Regions from separate parts of the Mus musculus genome. Here region 2 is linked to region 1. A link is a contact called in public capture Hi-C data. All regions are on one chromosome and are shown on one strand. Each heading gives the region's core, a stretch centred on a gene start, on an enhancer-like site or on the middle of the called end of the contact. The rest is flanking DNA. Distances are from core to core; before and after follow the strand shown.

Region 1 (5,645 bases), core at 1,179-3,678:
TAGGCCACAGTGGGTCGTGAGTGTGTCGCCACTGCCCCCTAGTGGTTGTCTGTGGAATGGCAGGAATGATTTTTGTGGTCCAGGCTGCTCCAGGACAGAGCATATCCCTAGTCCCTGTGGGATGCAGATGCACATGGATGAGGAGCCCTGAGTGACCTATGACTGGAGTGGAAATATCCACACTTGACCCTTGAGGGCTTGGTATAAGGTGGACTTGCCCTCTGTGGGCCTCAGTTTCCCCATCTGTACCATGATGTTGGGAATAGCACAGGAACCCCAGGCTTCTTGTTTTGTTTGCTTTAGTGCACTGTAATTTAGAGGTTGGAGCCCAAGTGTCTGTTGGGGAAATTCTCCACCCCAAACTGCAGATGTCCAGGTCCTAACCAGCAGTTAGCCATCTGTGTGTGAGCCATCATCCCCCACTAGTGAATTCACTATCAGTGGCTGACCTGTCACCTCTTAGCAAGGTTGTCCCCTCACTGGAGTGGCCACCTGTGCTGAAATCTTCCATTATTTCCACCTGAAATGGCACCCGAGGGTGGGAGGGGCTATGTGAAGGAGCTTGGACAAGCTGTACTGGGAACTAGCCTCGCTCCAGTCCTGGAACTTGGAGTGAGCCTGGTCATCTGAAGGGGTGACTCAGATTCTTGGGAGAGTTTGAGGGACCCTAGACTGAGCTGCCAGGTCTAGTGCAGTAGCCACTAGTTGTCCAAATATATTCTTTACCCTGTAATACAAGAGAAACTTCAGCTGCCCTGTCTCTGGTGCCATGTTGCAAGTTCTCAGTACCTAGGCGTGGCCATGACATGGCGCGGTTAGTGCACACAGGATGTGAGAGATGATGCTGACTTCTCTTTCTAGGTGGTTCTGAGCCCGTGTGGATCATGACCCCGTTGGGGGTTGAATGTTTCTTTCACAGGGGTCGCCTGAGACCATTGGAACACACAGATGTTTACATTACAATTCAAAACAGTAGCAAAGTTACAGTTATGAAGTAGCGACAGAAATAATTTTATGTTTGGGGAGTCACCACAACATGAAGGAACTATATTAAAGGGTCGAGGCATTAGGAAGGTTGAGAGCTACTGCACTAGATAGTTCTAGATGATTCTCAGAGGATGAAGAATAGAATGCCTGAGGAGAAGGTGGGGACAGGGGCGACTCCTTGATGGGTTACCCCACATGGAGTAGGGTTGGATACAGTGGATGAGGGCAACTCCCATCTTCTCCTACTGGTTCTCGTCTGTCTGAGCAGGATGACATCATCAACTTGCGGTCACAGCAGCAGACCTCCCATGAGGGCACCCGGAGCATCCTGAAACAGATGGAGGTGAGCTGAGAAGGGGAGGGGGGAGGGGGAGGGGAAGAGACAGGGACAAGGAGCATCCTGCATGTGTCCGTCATCTGTCAGATGGCCTGTTCAGACACAACCACAGAACCCTTGTCTGTAAGCTCTGTTTATTGTACAGGTGCTCGGAGGTCCAACCTAAGCCTGGGACTGCACTTCCATTCTGATGCATCTCTGCCTCAGTTTCTCCTTTTGTCTCCCCCTTGGCTCAGTTCCACTGTTTTTCACTAACGACCACAAACCAACAGTCTGTCTTCTATTCTTTCTCCTCCCCTCTCCCTTTCTGTCTATGCTGGGAATCAAACCCAGGGCCTCCAGTATGTTAGTTCTGTACTGCACCACTGAACCAAGCCTACATCCTGCATGCAAATGCGTCCTGGGCTAGGCACTAGTCAGTAGATGCCAGGCTATGTCCACTCCTCTGGCCCCATCTCCCTTCACCACCTTCAGGAGAAGGTGTTATACTCTTTCCATTTTTTTTTTCAGGGAGCAAACAGAGGCTGGCAGAGGCAAACAGTACAATCAACTCTAGGGAGCCGAGTTGTGGGTTTTTTTTTTTTTTTTGGACATGGTCTCACTATGCAGCCTTGGTGTCTAGAATTCACTATGTAGCCCAGGCTGGCCTCAAACTCACAGCAATCCTCCTTCCTTTGGCTCCCCAGTATTGGGTTTGAAGGTTTCTTCCTGCCTCCCCCGCCCCCCAGACACCCTGGGAGCCCGAGCAAGCTAGAAGCTTATTTTTTGTTAAATAAGCTGAAAATTGGCACTTTCAGGATTGGGGGAGGGAGTGTCTTTGTGATGTCATCTACCACCCAGGCTCTTCTTGGTGTGTGGTTTCCATCCCAAGGATGCCTGGTGGTACCACGGCTCCCAGGAAGAAGGTTGGAGAGTGTGGAGAAGGCCACACTGGCTGAGGCAGGAAGCCCCAGTTGCTTCTCAGGACACTTGAATAATGACTCTTTATGGGGTTTGTGTGCTCGTCACACTGCCATCCCAGGGCAAACAGGTTCTCCGGTGACAGTATCTGGGCAATGAACAGCCAATGCTCAGCAAGATGTGAATCCCGCCCCTGACTGGCTGGGTGTGGTGCACACATCTTTGATTCGCATACTTAGGAGGCTGAGGCAGCAGGATCTGGAGTTAAAGGGTAGCCTGGGCTTTTCCTGTTCAGAATCATAGCTCCTTCCCCTGAGCGATTTTTATTTGTTCCTTGGGGCTCATTTTCGTCCTTCACCCTGACCAGGCTGGTGGTGCTATTCGTGGCTCTACCGCGGAGGGACAGCAAAGCCCAGGAAGAGCCTAGGAAACTCAGAGCCAAGGGGTGTCGGGAAGGGAAGCCGTTGTGATTCAGGCTGGTCTCCGCAGGTGGTCTCCAGCCTAGATCCACAGGCTCTACTTGGGGGCCACCTAGAACTCCCGACTCTTCCCTGGGTTTGGGATCAACAGTGTTCATCAGGGTCTCCTCTGCCTGGCTCTGTCTTTATTGTTTTATGCCTTCACTGGACTGTGGTGCTAGCTAGGATAGCATTGTGTCTGCGCGCATGCGCGTGCGCATGCCCACGTATCCCCCTCCGAAATACAAATACCCCAAGGAGGAGACTTCATCCAAGGAGCTATGGGTTCTCAGATACGTCCCACCCTGCTAAGGGCTGTCCCCAACTTCCTGCTTAGAACCCTCTCCACCCCTGGCTCTTCACCATCTCCTCTCTCTCCAGGAGTCCGGGTTCGGCACTCTGAGGAATCACTTAGTTTTGATACAGGGTCTCATGTACCCCAGGCTGGTCCCAAACTCACTACATAGACAAGGATGACCCTGGGCTCGCGTCCCTCCTTGCCCCCATCCCCAGAGTGCAAGATTTACAGGCATGCATACCACTCCTGGTTTGCGCAAGCACTCCACGCAAGGAACCCCCATCCTTAGCTGTCTGTTTTTTTCTTAAATTTGTTTGATGCTGTCAGGAAGCTCATTCCTTGGATGGCACACCGCCTGCCCCCGCCCCCCCGTCACTTGCACAAAAAGTCCCTCAGCCTCAGGCTGGGCCTGGTGTCTGTCTGTCCCCCAGGAGAAACTGAGAAAGACCACGCAGGAAGCGGACATTTATGAGACCAAATACAAGGAGATGAGCAAGACCCTGGAGTATCTCAAGAACTCGGTGGAGAAGATGTTTAAGAAGATCAACTGCGATGCCACTGAGATCCTGGGCAAGCTGGGCGAGTCCGGGAAGGTCACGGACATCAATCTGCAGCAGTATTTTGGTGAGCCTAGTACCTCTTAGGCACTCTTGCCTGCACGGTCTGTGACCAGGCACAAGAACGCTTTCTTGGTTGGTAGTGAGCACAGCCATGGTGCGGCCTGCCTTGGTTTGAATTCTGAGCCTTCACTTACTAGCTGTGTGACGTTGGCCACATTCCCGACCCTCTCTGTGCTCGGGTTCTTTGAGCTCTGAAATGAGGGTGCAACTCAGGAGCTACACCACCGGATTTATTGGGAGGATTAAACACGGGTTAGTTGGTGGTGAATCTCAGTGAACCCAGGAGAGGGGTTTGGTGAATTCCCTTCAGGAGAAAAACTAAAGCTAGAAAAGAGAGCTTCCTTACACACATTCACAAACACCGTAACACTTACATGTTCACACACACATGCTTACACGGATGTACACACATACACACACATGTACAGGCACCTGCCACAAACACTATACACTAAACACTATACATACACTATATATATATATATATATATATATATATAGTATATATATGTATATACTAAACACTATACATACACACACATGTGCACAAAGACACATTCAAACACCAGTAAACACTATATGCACATGCTCACATATGCCTGCACATATATGCACACGCATGCAAACACATATGCACACATGTATGCACAAAGTGTGTTCATGCAGACGTATACACATATACGTACAGAGGCTCACATGCATGTGCGCGCACACACCACGCTTTTCATATCTGAGCCCCATGGGCTTTTTTCTCCAAGATTAGGAAGAAGGCAAAAATGACTCCTGTTAAGCTTATTCAGTTCTGTACCTGTAGGATGCTTTGCCAAAGCAATACAGCAAGAAAAAGGAACTAAAAACCCTGATTGAAAGGAAGGAAATGAAATGTTCAGAGTGGGGCTCCGGATATGTCACAGACGCTTGTGAAACTGCCTTCTGCATTTCCGGGTTTAGCTCCCAGTTCAGGGTACAGAGGGGACATGGCCACCCAGACTGTGGTAGCTTGGCATGAATGGTACCGGCTGTTCTTATGAGTGTGAATGTGTATGTGTGTGTGTATGTGCACGGGCGCGCAGAGAGCCGAGTTTGAATCTTAGCACCCACCCCAGGCATCCCAGGCAGAAGGAATGGCATAAATGCAGGCTGGAAAATCAGGCTACTGCTGGCTTTGATGTCTAGTGGAACACTGGTTTTTGGCCTTCTCATTGTCAATATCTAGGGAATTCTTTTTGGACCATGTTTTCCTAGAAACTGTCACTCACAGCGCTTTCAGTGCCTCAGATCTACCGTGTGCTCCTGTGAGCAGCTCTGCCAATGTGCATCAGAGAGATTTCGGTGCCTCATGATGTCAGAATTTCCCACACCCACGGCCCGTGGCCAGGAGGAAGCCAGCATCCTGCACAAACTCCCATCCCTCCCTCTGTGATAATGAGGGCTGCCTGGGCTGGCGGTCTTAACCCTTGACCCCCTGACCCCGTTTTTTCCTTCCAGCTATCATAGAAAAGAAGACAAATGACCTGCTGCTTCTAGAGTCCTTCCGGCGCCTGCAGGAGGCAGAGGGGCCCGATGTCGATGTCCCACAACCCTTTGTCAACCCCTTCTGGGGCGGCTCTGCCCTCCTCAAGCCCCCAGAGCCCATAAGGGTTGTGCTGCCTGTGTTTGGGGCAGACTCCTTCAGTGACAAACTTGAAGAGGGTGAGTTCTTGCCCTCTGCCACCCAGGCAGGCCACTGGGTAGGGTCCCTTAAGGACCCCAAGTCTCTATGGGGTCTGTGGGCCTCAGTTTCCCTCATGGCCACGAATCATCACCACAGTATAGCCACTTGTTTGAACAAAATGAGAATAGGTCCTTAGGGAACAATAGGGTCAGGAAGTGGGAACATGTTCACTGCAGCCCCAAACTGGAAATTAGCAAAGGACCCTACACACACACACACATACACAAATACAATGACACTTGTATATACACATACTCACATACATACTCATAAACACACACATACACCTATATTCAAACACATACACACTGACACATAAACATACCTACAT
Region 2 (5,645 bases), core at 990-3,489, 330 kb before region 1:
TGGATCCTCGTCCAACCATTTATTTATCTTAAAAATTAAATTTATTGGGCTGGAGACATGGCTCAGCAGTTAAGAGTGCTGACTGCTCTCCCAGAGGTCCTGAGTTCAATTCCCAGCAACCACATGGTGGCTCACAACCATCTGTAATGGGATCTGACGCCCTCTTCTGGGGTGTCTGAAGATAGCTACAGTATATTCATATATGAAAAAATAAACAATTCTTTAAAAATTAACATTAAAACTTAACTGTATTGCTATTAGCGCATGTGCACGCACACACGTACGTTTGTCTGTGTAATGTGTAAGTCATGGCATGCATGCGAGGTCAGAGGGAAACCGTGGAGTCAGTTCTCTCCTGCAACCTTCACAGGGGCTCTGGGGATCCACTTGGGTCTCCAGGGTTATGTGGCAAGCACTATTACCTTCTCAATCTTTTTGGTTTTTGGTTTTTCGAGACAGAAATCTCTGTGTAGCCCTGGCTGTCCTGGAACTCACTCTGTAGACCAGGCTGGCCTCGAACTCAGAAACCTGCCTGCCTCTGCCTCTGCCTCTCAAGTGCTGGGATTAAAGGCGTGCACCACCACTGCCCGGCACATTCTGAATTTTGATACCCCTAATTAATGTCCAATGAAGAAGGTATAGACAAGGAAACTGGTTAGTATTTTGACCAAGATGACAGGTAAAAGCTGTATTCAAACTTCAGAATTTAAGTTTTTAATTACTATAGTAGACAGAAACACAGGAACATACTTAGCAATAGATTTTAAAAAGCAGACTGTAAAATCTCCACTAGACGTAACCCTCTGAAGCCATGGGGTGTGGGCAAGCACAGGAGAGCTGTACAGTCAGCCTGGGTGCTGCTCGGATGTGGGCTGGGGAAGAAGGATAACTCCGCTAATGTGCTTTAGGAAAATATGTCAGGAGTCATGAATTCACAAACACCTTCTCTCGTTACTATTCTCATCCTGCCTTCAACTGTGGGCACGCGTGTTTGCAGACCTGCCACACAGGCCCTGCCTCCTCTCTTTCCCTCCCGTGGAGGCCGAGCACCTACCTCAGTGCTATACTGTACTGGTCCATCGCTTCCTGGTACTCGTTCACAGCTACTAGGAAGTCCCCCAGGATCCGATGCAGGACACAGTCACTCTGGTTGGCCAGCGCATTTCTCAGCAGAGCAATTCCATCTTCATATTTCTGTTCCCTGCCTGGAGAAAGACAATCTTCACGCTCAGTAGTGCAGTCACACCCACTGTGACATGACAACTTTCTCAGAGATACCCTCAAAGGCGCTACAGGGCTTACAAGGGGCCTGTGCATGCGGTCTCTATTTCACTGGGAAATTGGCATGAGTACTGCATCTTTAAAAACCATGTGTTACATTAACTTATATGGAGGGGCAAGCATGCCACACACAGCACGTGGTGATGGTCAGAGGGCAATCTGTGGGAGCTGCCTGTCTTACCGTGTAGGTCTCAGGACTGACCTCGTCAGTCTTAGTGGCATCGTTACCCAAACCACTAAACCTGTTCCCTGAAACTTCAAAAAAATTTTTTCTTTTGCAGACAGGCTGACCGGGAACTCACTCTGTAGACAAGGTTGGCCTCAAATTCACAGATCTACCTGCCTCCCAAAGGCTGGGATTGAATGCGTGCACCACCATTGCCCAGCATATATATACTCTTAAACGTAACAAAAATAGAAAAGAAAAAAAAAGAATTCAATTTTATTCCCAAACCAGTGAAAGCACAGAGATTACCGTGGGTCAGAACAAACGCCCCCACCTCCTGTGATAGCCCATGCTGCCTCTGGACTCCGGATGCTAGCAAGAAGGCCAGTGGCCCTGCAGTAGAATCCCGAGCCAGAATACCCTCTTCATAGCATCATATAAACTTAGGAATGTGCCAGAAGCAAGAAGAACAAAACTCAGAGAATTCCCATGGCTCAGAACTAGTCAACTGACCGAAGGCTTCTGGACCAGACTAAACTAGTTCAAAAATAAAGTGAGATGAACACAACAACTACCAAGTGGTGTTAGCTGGTTTAAACCAACCCAAGCAGGTCTAAGCCACATCTGGCTGTGTAAAGCACTTTAGCAGGCTCAGAGCTGCTCGGTCATCTGTAAGCCTCAGGGAGAGGAGGATGCTGCGGGGGAAGGACAACAGAACATGCAAGTGTAGTACTCACTGAGCAGCTCTGCTTTCTTCACCACGGCCTTGACGTAGTCCGGCCTCTGCGCCAGGGCTTTATCTAACAGAGTTTTGGCTTTCTCCTGGGTCACTGGATCTTCCAGACACACGGTGGCTAACAGCGTAAGCGTCTGAGCGTTTGCACCCAGAGTTTTGTAAACATTGTTGGCCATCACCATTGCTTCTCGGATGCTGTTAGAAGCTAAGTAACACTCTATGAGACCTGAAACACAGAGAGCAGAGATGCCAGGCAGGATGGCTCACCAGCCCCTCCTGAGCTCTGCCCCAGGCTGCGCCCACTCCCGCAGCGCCTTCCTTCACTCTAGTGTTCTAAGGAGCTGTGAAGAATGACCCAGCAAGGCCCTCTAGCTATAAAAGCAGATTTTTCTTTTTCTTGACTTCAAATTTTTCTCTTCAACTTTGACCTCATCTTCCTGTTACGAGGCAGACTGCTGAGCTTATTGTTAATTCCTACGACGAGGTCTAGAGGGACAGGATCTTGGAAGAGCTATTTTAGTGTCAGTGACTCAGTCACCAAATGTCGCTAAACCTGGCACAGCTCTGCTGGGCTGCAGTGACATCCAGCCTCAAAAGAAATATTAACAATAAAAACTGTTTTAAAAAGCAGCTCAGCTGCCCAGGCTGGAGAAACTCAGAGTTCCGTGTCACAGCTGCTGCTTTCCCCAGCTGCCCTGCCTCTAACACAGCACAGCACCAGCAAACTCTGACCAACACCACTGCCATCTGGGCGCAGCTGTCAGGCCGACACCGCATCGGCAGGTCCCCGGCTTACCTTCGTAACAGTCCAAGCGACAAGGCGCAAGCCTGATGGCCTCCCGAAAGTGTATGATGGCTTCCTGGACCCTCCCCATGTTCCTAAGCGCCGCCCCCTTGAGTAACAGAGCCTGGACGCTGTTGCTGTTCAGCTGGATGGCCTTGGCACCTAAGTACAGGGCCCGAGAGTAGCGCTTGCTATAGAAGCTGTGGCATCTGGGGAAAAAAAAACCACAAGTTCTCTGAGAGAAGCCTCTGAAGAAGGCTTAACACCAGACTATAGAGAATTTCTGAATCCTAGCACTTGGGAAGCCGACAAACTGTCTTTAAAAACAAACTAGGGCTGGTGAGATGGCGCAACAGGTAAGAGCACCGACTGCTCTTCGAAGGTCCTGAGTTCAATTCCCAGCAACCACATAACCATCATAACCATTGGAACGAGATCTGACTCCCTCTTCTGGAGTGTCTGAAGACAGCTACAGTGTACTTATGTATAATAAATCTTTAAAAAACAAACAAAAAAGCTGTCCAAGGTGCTTGCAGGCAAGCCTAGTACTTCCTAAGACCTACACTGCTCTTGCTAATTGTTCTATGACTTCCAAATATGTGTGTCAGGTACTGTGGCTCTGTGCTGGTGCGCCTCATCCCTGCCCCCAGAGGCACTGGCATTGTCTCTGCTCCTGTGCCCAAGAAGTTACTGATGTTGGCCGGTATAGATGACTGCTACACTTCAGCCAGAGGCTGCACTGCCACCCTGGGCAACTTTGCCAAGGCCTCCTTTGATGCCACCTCTAAGACCTACAGTTACCTAACCCCCAACCTCTGGAAAGAGACTTGTGTTCACCAAGTCTCCTTATCAGGAATCCACTGATCATCTTGTGAAAACCCACAGCAGTCTCTCTTCAAAGGACCCAGGCTCCAGCTGTGGCTATCAATTAAGAGTTTTTATACAGCCGGGCAGTGATGCGCACACCTTTAATCCCAGCACTTGGGAGGCAGAGGCAGGTGGATCTCTGAGTTCAAGGCCAGCCTGGTCTACAGAGTGAGTTCCAGGACAGCCAGGGCTACACAGAGAAACCCTGTCTAGAAAAAAAAACAAAACAACAACAAAAAAGTCTGTATACATGATCACAATTACAAATTATGCTTACAGCTACAAGCCAGAGATCAGTAAAGAAGCAAAACAAAACAAACATAAGCTAACCAAAAATTAACTGATATTCTCTTTAAAGAATCTCTTTTCAAAACCCCTATTAAAAATGGGGAGAAAGGAGAGTGAACCCCATACCCGGAGACCACCCAGGGCTCTGCATGCTGATCAGAAATGTTGAAGAGGCGGCAGCCAAGGTTCTCCACATCCTCCAGCCGCCCTTCTCGTGCCAGGAGGTAGCCGTAAACATCCATCCCTGAAAGAAAGGACACGGTAAGAGGCTTTTCTAGCAAAGCAGGAAACAGGCCTCAGAAAAGGCAAAGAAGAGCCAGAGAAAATGGTTCAGAGGTAAGAATTCTTCTTCTGGCAGAGGCCTGGGTTCAGTTCCCAGCACCCACGCAGTGGTGGCTCACAACCACGTGTATCTCTAGTTCCAGGCCAAGTGACCTCCTCTTCCGACCTCTGAGGGCATGAACTCACATGGTGCACATACTTACATAAAAGCATACCACTCACACAAAAAACTAAAGAAAAAGTCAGAGAAGGACCTGGGAAATGGCTGTGGGTAAAGAAGACTGTCCCCAAGCTGGAGGAAGCAATGTTTAGTCACCAGGACCCACATGGAACAGACAAACCACTTCCAAAATCTGACCTATGACCTACTATGCACACACATATAACTTAATTTTCAAAATTAAATAAATGTGTGGAGATGCAGCTCAATTGGTAGGGTGCTTACCCAGTATGCAACAGCTCAGGGCTCAACCCCTAGCACCACATAAACTGGATGGTGGCATGGGCTAACAGTCCTAGCATTTGGGAGTTGGAAGCAGGAAGACCAGAAGTTCAGGGTCAAGCTCAGCTACACAGGGAGCCTGAGGCAGGCTGGGCTGCACGACACCTTGTCTCTTAAGTGACTGAATGAACGGCAAAACCATCCAAAACAAGAAAGGCCCTCTTCTGGCCTCTGAGGGCTTCTGCACACACATGCTGAACATAAACTTGCAAGAGTACACCGCACACACATAAAAGAATGGGAGGCAGGCAAAGGAGCAGCAGGTGCTGTGTCACAACTCAGAACACCAGTCATGTCAAGAACCATCTGTCCCTAAGCCTGCAGTGTAGTCAACAGCAGCCCAGAAAAGCCAGCACATAAATGAGCCCCCAGCCCTCAGTACAAGCTTACTATGCTAAGAATGCCCAGTCTCAAAAATAGATGGCCTATGCCCCCAAATGCTGTAGCTCCATTCTAAAATGCCAGTCCTCGCATTACTCTCCCCAAGCCCCTTCCACTCCTCCCTCATGGTTTATGAGGCCCCACACTGGCTCTCATGCACCTCTTCCTACCACTCTCCTTCCTCTCCATCCCTTCAAATCCCCATTACTCTCAGAGCAAGTTCATAGCCACACTCCTGCTCGCCTGGGCCCGGGTATGAACATCCAACACCAAGCTACCAATGCCACCAAGCTTGTATTCCTAAAACACTAAATTATTGTTTTCCTCTCTCTCTGTCTTTCTTCTTCCTCTTCTTTTG

What was found. Capture Hi-C pulls out chosen DNA fragments and counts their contacts.
Region 2: a contact with region 1 is called in a capture Hi-C map of embryonic stem cells, with 2.5 times the contacts expected there. The contact joins two enhancer-like sites. A contact is called at or near these places in 1 of 39 promoter capture datasets (pre-B cells), 1 of 15 datasets of contacts at CTCF or cohesin (large pre-B cells) and 4 of 9 other capture datasets (adipose tissue, embryonic stem cells, liver and 1 more).

What each region holds. Positions count from the first base shown.
Region 1 is chr5:122,108,819-122,114,463 of GRCm38.p6, reverse strand. Ccdc63 (coiled-coil domain containing 63) reads left to right here. Exons shown (of 12, transcript NM_001384199.1): 9 at 1,256-1,330; 10 at 3,412-3,604; 11 at 5,089-5,292. It also overlaps a transcript of Myl2 not described here. Among named protein-coding and RNA genes, the nearest start is that of Myl2, 11 kb to the right of the region's middle. Within about 2 kb of position 2,428, at least 19 of the 459 cell types and tissues checked have an H3K27ac peak or open chromatin away from gene starts, as enhancers often do. A contact at or near this core is called in embryonic stem cells, where this site is marked.
Region 2 is chr5:122,436,850-122,442,494 of GRCm38.p6, reverse strand. Anapc7 (anaphase promoting complex subunit 7) reads right to left here. Exons shown (of 11, transcript NM_019805.4): 7 at 4,249-4,366; 8 at 2,980-3,176; 9 at 2,185-2,409; 10 at 1,055-1,205. Among named protein-coding and RNA genes, the nearest start is that of Anapc7, 17 kb to the right of the region's middle. Within about 2 kb of position 2,239, at least 22 of the 459 cell types and tissues checked have an H3K27ac peak or open chromatin away from gene starts, as enhancers often do. A contact at or near this core is called in embryonic stem cells, where this site is marked.